Linked DNA regions of Bicyclus anynana: region 1 is linked to region 2. Evidence: chromatin contacts called from public Hi-C data. All regions are on one chromosome and are shown on one strand. The core of a region is the stretch at or near the end of the contact, and the rest is flanking DNA. Distances in the headings are between cores, read along the strand shown.

Region 1 (4,952 bases), core at 1,358-3,857, 77 kb after region 2:
CTTTGTTAATACATATACCTATTCGACAGTGGTTTTTGAACGCTTCAAGGAAGTCACTGAAGTAAAAAAACGCACTTTTTATGTGATATTAGGAGATGGGATATCAAGAGTTATCATGCTCCTAAATCGCCTGACACTCATTTTTATGACAACCCTTTGCTAGAAACATAGATTAGGTCTCTCTGCCGTGGTTACGGGTTGTTACAATTTAAAGTATAAAAATATTACACTTGTCTGGATTCTTGATATATCTGCTGCCTTCCAAAGTCAAGTTTGGACCGTACGTAGTTCACACCTCCGTACATGTCTCGTTTGGGGTTGTCAACATTTTTTGAGAAAAATTATATATTTCAGATTTAGCTATTAAAAAAATATAGTACTTACGCTTCAAGAAAATATACTATATTACAGAATAAGTGAACAAAAATATGTTAATTTTCATTAAAATTTGTTTGGATTTGTTGCATTTTTCAAGATTTTTGGCTAAAATAAGAGTGTCATACCTATTATACGCTTTTTCACATGTAATTTTGAAATTATTGATAACTAAAAGCTCGTTTTATTCGTTTGCTTAAAATACAAAACTCGATAAAACGGTATTGCATCTGTCGAAAACTAATGTATAACAGATTCAAAATAAAAGATTTGTTTGTTAGATTTCAGTGTTGAAAATATAGTATTTTTGCGTACTATACTCGTACATTTCTTCATGTAGTACGCAATCCATTCGAGTATAGTACCTACAATACTCTATATTACTTATATTATAGTAAGGTTGGCAACCCTAGTCCCGTTAACCTGTGCTAGCAACTATGGTGATATGGACTGACAAACTTAGTCTTGGCCATATCGAGATCTATGATCTCTCATTCAAAGACTAACTTTGGCAAGCATAATAACATTCAAACATAAAAACTATTTAAAGCCAAATTAAACCACTCAGCGGCTTCTTTTGTTTTTTTACTAGTGTCCCTATCCCTAGTATATCGCTTACCATATAGTTTTATAACCAGGATTCTACGATTGTAAAGCAATTGAGTGTTTCTAAATAAATATTTCTTATTCTACCACAGAATTATTTAACACCACCAATATAGATATAACAATGCAGTTAGGAATGCATCAACATCATAGTTCCTTTAAGTTATGATGGTGCAGAAACGACTTTATGGTGACTATTGTAAAAGTTTTACTGATTTCTGTCCTTTGTTGTTATTTAAAATGGGATTTCTTTCTCAGAGGAATTAACTAAATCCTCTATGATTTCTTCAGACTATTGTAATCTCAATAATCCTATGAAGTAAGTAATTCCTACAAATCAATAAATTTTGTTTGATTTTATAATACGGATAAGTCATCCATTTTGATATGCATATCTGGATATTAATTAATCCCACGGTCCATAGCGTGTTTACATCTAGTGGGCGGGCTCTAATGGTGGATTGTGAATCATATACGGCTGTGGGAATCGAAGTAACGTTTATCGAAGTTAAGTAGAACGATCGTATCTGATTCGCTATCTGGAGAGGTTGGAAGATAGCCAGCCTAAAACGAGACACTGCGGTGTTCCATAACTCCTATCGCATTAGGGGCTTACGGAGCCGACGTTACGGCCAAATGTGGCGTCCGCCGCCCGAAACGGCCACAAATGACCAGTAATCGCCATCTTGATGCCAGATAAGCACAAATGAATATGTAACGCGGTCCTCCCACGCCCGCCGCATTAAAGCCGGGCATGGCCTGACCCTATGGAAATAAAACCGGCAATTAATATTGTTTATTCGCGTCCGTTAGTCACTGCGGGGACATTAACAACTGCGTCTGTGAGCTAATGGGCCCGAGCCTGCGCCCGGCAGAATCCAGTTGTGTAATTCCCTACGTAACGGGACATCCAGTTATGGTAATCGTAGCCGAATTTCACGAGCGTGTCGTGAAAGTAGATTCGAATTTCGAATCGCGCCGATCGGAGGAAGTTAACCGGTGCATTCGCGAGACAGAGCACTCGAGTTAATGAATTCCGATTAAACGCTCGCCGTGATTTCCTGCGCCGCAGAGGGCAGACCGCTCCGACGAGTTCCGCAGGTAATCGAGCCGATCGCTAGAGCTCGCGGTCAGCGGAACTCGCCTCCGGAGCCCTAATCTCGGTCGACGCATGAATAATTCCCGCTAGGAGCCGTATCGATCGCACACGTCGAGGTTTTTATTTATACGGCTCGGGTGGGCGAGGCGCGTATTAGTAAACAGGCGCGTGCGCGCTGGCACTCACCGACTTGCAGCACGCTCTCCACACAGCCGGCTTCCAGCAGCTTGAGGCCGCGGCAGAAGGCGAGGCTGCGGTGGTCGTCGGGCGGCGCGCGCGCCAGCGACGAGTACATGCATATGTCGCGCTCGTCCCGCGGGAACGACCAGTACACGACGCGCCGCTGCACCGGCTCCGGGATACGCTCATAGCGTTCCTCGATGCGCTGGAAGGGGATCGCGGACGCGACTATCTTCGCCGTGATGTCGAGAAGAGTCGGCGGGGCGCGCGGCCGACAGCACGCGCGCGGCGCACACGTCGACATGACGCTCGCTCGGCCGCTCGGCGCGGACTGACTGACGTGCGGCCGCCCCACCGCCCCCTCGCCCCTCGGCGATGCCCCTCCCGCACCCGGGGGAGTGCCCCCCGCGGGGATGCGCGCCCTAAATCGACACACTCCGATAAATTATTCATTTGGCAGGCATAATGTGCGATATATTATTAAAAGTTGACATTTTTGTTTTGTTCTTCGATGCTGAAATTACGCATAAAATCGACCGCCTTTCCATATCGTTCGTTATAACTTAATGCCGATCAGACGTTCGCAGATAACCATACGGTAGTTATCTGAAAATTATGACCGCGGCGTGATACATTTATAATTTCATGTTTTTCTTGGTATTAGTTATTTGCTTCCCGTTTGATTTCATTTTATGCGTCGTATCATGATACTCTTTCGAGCTCTAGTAGGTAAGAAACTGTAATGGCACAATACATTTCGAGTTGACATAAAAAATAATGGCACAAAAAGCAGGATCCTAATCCATTCGGGTCTTACCTCCTCACATTACACAAACGAAGGGGAAAGGCGGGTGGGGGTTACATTAACAGCTGATGGCGAAGGGGGGCGGGCGGCGGCGGCGCGGGGAGGGGGACCGCGACGTCAGGTGGCCGACGCACAGCTGAGATTCGACGATGCAGCGCTTCAGCGGCTGGATTGTCAAGAACGTACAATGACCTTTATTTGTTTATAATTTTTTTTGAGCTAATGTAATATTGCGGTGGTGTTTGTTCAGCAGGTAGTGCGCGCTGTCCAGTGCATCACGCAGGTAAACAGCGCTTCTTTGCTGTTTATTGTTTATTACTTCTTACTATTTAAGGATTAGAGATTTACAAATGTAGGTATATACTTAAATACTCGTTATATACATAGGTAGGTAGCAATATAAAAAAAAAATTGTATATTTAGCTTAGTTTTCATGATCATAATTCATATTTGGCTCACTGCTGAGCTCGAGTCTCCTCTCAATAGTAGTCTCTCTCAGTAGTCTGCCCATCCGCATTGGGCCAGTGTGGTGAACTATTGGCCTAACTCCTGACATTCTGAGAGGGGACTCGAGCTCAGCTTAGTTTTGCTAGTGGAAAAATATTCGAAGAGTTATGCTAATTGTAATGTTGTCATCAATTGTAATTATAATATTATTGTATGATTTTTTTAAAAGAGCAACTGTTGAGTTTCTTGCCGGTTTCTTCTCAGCAGAATCTGCCTTCCGAACCGGTGGTAGAATCTTTACAATTAGTCAACTGACGTATCAAAAGTGCTTGTATACTGAGCCTACTTGAAATAAATGAATTTTTGATTTTGATTTTGATTTAATAACCAATATTCTGTGCAAATTACGAAGTCATCCTAGTTATACTTATGATCAATATAAGTACATATAGCTACTTACTGAGTTACTGACCTACCTAATAAAAAGCTTGTAGGTACAAAAATAAACTTAATAGGTATAAATAAACGACATCTTGCACCGAAACAAAGGAAAAAATTGTCTACGTCAAGTTTTTGCATGTTGCATTGTTTTTAGGGTTCCGCAGTTAACCAGTCTGTCTGTCCGTTTGTCAGCAGATTAACTCAGAACTCTCTTTCTTAGTATGTAAGTACTTAAAATCTCTGATTTTTCATGTATATCATCAAGCAACAAGCATGACAGCAAATTGGTAAAATATAAGATCTTTCTAACAAAAAACTTCGACCACCATCAAATTCACAAAAATAAACAAAAAAGCGAAAATAACATCGTATGTGCTACCTTCTGATCACTTTGAAGGCGGTGCCACGCTAGTGGCGTATAAATTTAATTCGTTTCTAAAAGAACTGGAAAGAATTGTCTGAAAATCCTAAAACTTAATGATTTAGACGGCTTTAGTTAAAGCATCACAGCTTCCTAAGTGTCTTCATGTCATTAAATAAAAAAATGTTTGACGGCCTCCGTGGCGCAGTGGAATGCGTGGTATTTTACAAGACGGAGGTTCTGGGCTCGATCCCCGGCTGGGCTGATTTCTTAAAGGTCTGGCTAGTGGGAGGCTTCGGCCGTGGCTAGTTACCACCCTACCGGTAAAGACCGCCAAGCGATTTAGCGTTCCAGTACGATGTCGTGTAGAAGCCGTGAATTTTCATCCTCCTAATAAATTGGCTACCTTCCCATCTTAGATTGCATCATCACTTAGCACCAGGTAAGCAGGGCAAACGTGTAAAAAAAAAGTATTCAAAATTAAATTAGTCCTTGACTGCGAGACTCATCTGTTTATAAGAGGCCGTACAGACTACTTTAGTATTTCAGTGGAGTGCGAACAATTTTTGGATTCACTTCCCACACATTGGGAAGTGAATCCAAAAATTGTTCGTACTCGACTAAAATACTAAAGTAGT
Region 2 (5,463 bases), core at 860-3,359:
GCTGGAATGGCGATCCCGCACTAGTAAGCGCAGTGTTGGCCGACCCCCCCACCAGGTGGACTGACGACATCAAGCGAGTCGCAGGGATTCGCTGGATGCAGGTGGCCCAGTATCGTGATGTTTGGAAGTCCCTACAAAAGGCCTATGTCCTGCAGTGGACGTCCATCGGCTGATATGATGATGATGATGATGATGACGAGTATACGTAATGATAAGGTAAAACAGCGTGAGAAATTAGTTCTCTATGTGTGTGATGTCTGTCAATCTGCATTCGGCCAGCGTGGTAGACTATTAGCATAACCCCACTCTGTCTGACAGGAGACTCGAGCTCAAAAGTGAGCCGATTATTGGTTGTTAGTAGTACTGGTGATTCCGTTTGATGATTACCGAATAAATAGTAAAATATTGTTAACGAATCGATATTCAACCACCAAAGTCAGAACCACTGCAGCTTATAATGCTAGCCATCCACCATCCGTTAAGCTCACATGCCTGCAGCGTTAACGGCTTGACATCCGATAAAGCTGATCATGTGTTGGTCGGTGCATGACGTCATGCAGATTGTGAGCAATTGTATCGGATGTCAAGCCGATAGCGCTGCAGGCATTTGGGCTTATTGGATGGTGGGTGGCTATTATAAGATACTAATTATGTTCTGTGTGCCTTACCACAAGCTCTTAAATACGTAGCGATTCCATAATGTTTCTACATTTATTAGTTAGGTTTGTTTCGTATAGCGATCTTGGACATCATCGACCATTTCATTCACTCAATTCGTACATTAAGGTAACATTATTTACGCCCTTAAATAAAATGGATACTTGATGGTTTTTTTTAAAGTTCGTGGTTAGCCCCAGACGAATTTCATTACATATTTCAAATGTAAACCGTTTCATTGTACTAAATTTAAAAAAAAATACAACTAACCTACCAATTTGTAAAGAATTACCTCACGACTGATTTAACTCCTTTGCAATCGCTATTTCGAATAAAAGTAAATCAGTCAGTTAGAAATCGCAGGAAATCACGATCGAAACTCAATTTAGTGCTCATTGAGTTCCGTGGAGATGGAAACGTATTGGCACTCGAGAAAAAGAAGTTTTTTTGATGAGAAAAAAGAGAAAAAAAAAAGTAAAAAACGCGACCGCGTTACTACAGCGTTACGTTGTTTTTACACCCTACGACGTTTAATGTCGTAATCGTAAAAGAATGATGACACTGTTTTGTTAATTGACTAACTGTAAAAAGTACCTAACCATTACTTCTGTAAATTCTATTAAAAATTTACAGTTTTTTACTCTTATCATTCAATTTGAATAGCGTTGTTATTACAATGGGACGATTTGAATAGAATTGTGTTATAGTAATCGGTGTTGCCAATGCGCTTCTGTTACAGAATGTATTGTAGACTTGCAGAACCTCGTGCTTTCACCCGCGTAGTTCCCATTCCCATGAGAATACAGGGATGAAACATACTTTATTATTCACTGACAATATAGCTCTATATTACTAAAAGATTTTTTTTAATCAGTCTAGTAGTTTTTGAGTTTATTAATTACATATAAATGTACAAATCTTTTTCTAATGCTTGTTTGATTAATTTTTTTACTAGGTAATATAGTTATTACCTAGTAAATTGAATTAAAGATAGTCTAGTATCTAGACTGTCTGATGATACAAATGATGATGAAACCTACTAGTAGCAGTAGACTCTAAGTAGTAGGTTTCATCATAATTATCAGCCTATTTTAACGGACAACTAAAAGGTCAGGTGAGGAGGAGAAAGTTACAGGAGAGGAGAGCTATCGGCTGTCAAGCAGCATCGTCAGTGGTTGACTTAAGATGGAAGATGGACTAACGGGTTAGGAGATGGATGAAAATCCTTTCGGTTTCTACACGACATCATGCTCTTCTTAATCCCACTACGTTACTTCAATGCAAATGCAATGCAACAAAACATACAATAGCATAATATCGTATCGCAGTCGTATCGTTATCGTCTAATAACAAAATCCCATTTCCAATTCGTTATCGGCCCAGGCACGTCCAATGCAGCTGATCATACACGGTACATAAACATTGCAAAATAAACCGTACGTGTAACTGCACAAAGTTGAAAATAGATTAACGTAGAACCACAATACGCTGCAGTGTAATGTGTTTTATAAATGAACTCTATGATGAAGGGCGTAAGGGTGGGAATGGTTTAAAGCAAGGGGTATGTCAAATCGTGATGGTTCACAGTTGATGCGGATCGACGAGATTCAATCGACGATAATGCTTTGATTAGTTGCTTTTACAGCTGTATATGTAGGTACCCAAGGCATTATTACTTGCATAGGTTCTGCTTTACGTTTGGTAGAGATCGTATAAACTAAAAGGGAATACTCAAATCCATATACAGGATGTCCCGTAATTAATGAATAAAACGCAAATGGTAGATACACCTAGTTATCGAAAACTAATTTGAATAGTTTTCAAAAAATCTCTAGGGTGACCTAATTATAGATTTTTTCGGATTATTAATTTTTTTCTATCTTGAATTAGTTTTTTCAAGGCTGCCGTAATTAAGTTATTAAAGATCTGATTTTTGTTAAACACTATGGAATAATTTTACCAATATGATACTATTTTTTAAAATAATATTTTATTTGTTTTGTAGAAGAAGCTTTGAGTGCATTACATTTTATTTACAGATGACCCGATTAAAAAAAAATTGTCCTGTAAAAAAATGTATGGAACTGAAGTGTACTATTATTTTAAAAACTTGTACACTTATTGAGGTTTGTAAATTGGTATAAAACTTGTGTCTAATCTTTGTAGTTACAAAGTTGCTATGGATTTTTCAAAAACTATTCAAATTAGTTGTAGATAATTAGGTGGTATATTTACCATTTGCGTTTTATCCATTAATTACAGAACATACACCAAAGACTTTATACTATTAGACGATTTAGCGAGTCGAAACTGTAGCTAAGAAAGGTGGTTATTTGTCTTAATTTTCCAGGTTTGTTCTGTGAGCATACATGTCTTTGCGAAAAAAAAATCAGTAACAGAAATCAAGCAATTCATTAGCAGCAAGAAAATAGATTTTCTTACTGCTAATGGCGAGTTAATCACAAAAAAACTTTTAACGTTCAACTCTTGTACCTTAAAACACGTCGGTTTGATCCGCAATTCAAACTGACGGTAAACTGTACGTGTGAAGGCCACATTATGGAACTAGCGATAGAGTTCTAGTCCTATACGCGTAGCACAGTGAATTTTTAATCTCCCTAAACTAGTTGCGCGGGCGGGTGAGTTTTTTGACGCGAATAGTAATTGGATGCGGGCTCGGTGTGTTTTAATAATGGATTCGGCAAATATTGGATTACTATCGGCTCCACAGGAACGGAATAACATTATCGAATCCCGCAGTGTGTTTGTTTATTTTTGTTTAAAATTTAACAAGCAGATGGCCGCATTTTTATTTAAGTATTTATTTTGAAACAATCATAAAATAGACAATACACTGCCGAAGAAGTAAACATTTGAGAATACGGGGATTATAACCTATGACAGACACACAAATGTGACTTTCTAGTGGTGAAAGAATTTTCAAAATCAGTTTAGTAGATCCAGAGATTACCCCCTTACAGTACCACAAACTTTATCTCTTTATAATATTTTCTATTATATTCTTTAATATTTTCATACCTACTAAATCTATTGAAATTTAGTAGGTATGAAAGTAGGTCGTAAAGATCGAGAAAAGAAGAAAGATTAAACCAAACAACGTGAAATCTCGAAAATTACAATTTTACAGAAGCCTTTAACTTTCAAAAAAAATTCGTGTGAAAAACATGAAAATTTTGACGCGATAACTATTTTAATGTTAAAATAATAGCTTCCTATAAAATGTGTTTTTCGAGTTACAATGGTCTATACAAGGATCAAACCGATGATCTCTCATTAACTCGGACCTCTTATGTCAACCACTGACAATCAAGTAAACTGATCGTGTGTTGGTCATGCCGATCACGACCAACACACGATTTTTTATCACACGACAGTTTTATCGTCTGTCAAGCCGTCAGCGCTGCAGGCATATGGGCTAATCAGATGGTGAGTGGCTAGCTTTAACTGTGGAGGCTGTTGAGGCTTATACAATATACATTTTTCAATTGCCTAAACCTTGATTTATGTATCTAACTCGATTTCACCAAAACCGGTAGAATTATGTGTGAATTATGCCCACCCAGCCAAATATAAGCGAGAAAGCGGACTTTATTTATTTAAATTTGTGATTAGTGTGACACCAACTTTCTAAAAACGTAATGTTGCAACGAACTACAAACACAATTACATACAAATTATGTTATTTATGTATAACAAAAAGGATTACATAATATTATTATCATCATTATCAGCCATAGATTAATTATTATTAGCCCATATTTGGCTCACTATTGAGAACGCGTCTCCTCTCAAAATGAGAGGGGTTAGGGGTTAGTCCACCACACTAGCCCAATGCGGATTGGCAGACTTCACACACGTAGAATTAAGAAAAGTATGCAGGTTTCCTCACGATGTTTTTTCTTCACCGTTTAAGACGTTGTAGGTGCAGGCCTGGATTCGAACCTCCGAATTGAAGGCAGAGGTTATATCCACTGGGCTATCACGGCTTTCAATAATAGAAGAAGGTATTTGGATGACCGAGAGTGATGATGTACTGTACTCTTAGAAATGTAATACAACTAATTTCCCAGCTTCCGCCCTGAGAATTTCTTCATCATCATCATCATTAACAGACGATGGACGTCCACTGCTGGACATAGGCCTCTTGCATGGACTTCCAAACAAAACGGTCTCGAGCCGAGAGCATCCAGCGGTTCCCTGCAACCCGCTTGATGTCTGCGGTCCATCTAGTGGGGGGTCGACCAACACTGCGCTTTCCGGTGCGGGGTCGCCATTCCAGCTCCTTGGGACCCCAACGTCCATTCGAGAATTTCTTGGAAGAAATAAAAAACTAATAATAATAAAAATGTTAGAATGTATCAACACCCTCAGTAAACTAGTATTTTTTGGATAAAAACAATAAATCTGCATGAGTAACCACGACAGTACATGCATGTGGCTATTATTTTATTTACGACTGTACCTGCCCACTTATTTCACATCCTGACACAATTCATAACCTTTGTGTGCGACTGTACAGTGTTTTTTTCGAAAATTGTCTTTAATAATAATAATAATAATCATTTATTTGCAAGAATTATTGTTCTTTACAATATTCAACTAAATTAATAGTTTGCAAATATTATACATACAGTGAAAAAATACAAACAGTCACAATTACTAAAATAAATAAAATAAAATTAAGAGAAAAAAAAAATAATTACAATCAGTCAATTACAAATTTAAAAAGTCACAGTACTAAATTAAAAAATATAAAATTACAAAAAAAAAAATAACACAAACAGT

What was found. Hi-C and Micro-C count contacts between places; a contact is called where the count stands out from the background.
Region 1: a contact with region 2 is called in a Hi-C map of whole body, with 3 times the contacts expected there. The contact joins the promoter of LOC112047665 here to the enhancer-like site in region 2. A contact is called at or near these places in 2 of 2 Hi-C or Micro-C datasets (whole body and whole larva).

What each region holds. Positions count from the first base shown.
Region 1 is chr20:12,473,571-12,478,522 of ilBicAnyn1.1, forward strand. LOC112047665 (zinc finger SWIM domain-containing protein 4) reads right to left here and starts at 2,608. Exons shown (of 22, transcript XM_052887670.1): 1 at 2,267-2,608. The coding sequence starts at 2,564.
Region 2 is chr20:12,397,367-12,402,829 of ilBicAnyn1.1, forward strand. The region is part of intron 1 of LOC112047665 (zinc finger SWIM domain-containing protein 4); the gene reads right to left. Among protein-coding and RNA genes, the nearest start is that of LOC112047666, 25 kb to the left of the region's middle. Within about 2 kb of position 2,110, at least 8 of the 8 cell types and tissues checked have open chromatin away from gene starts, as enhancers often do.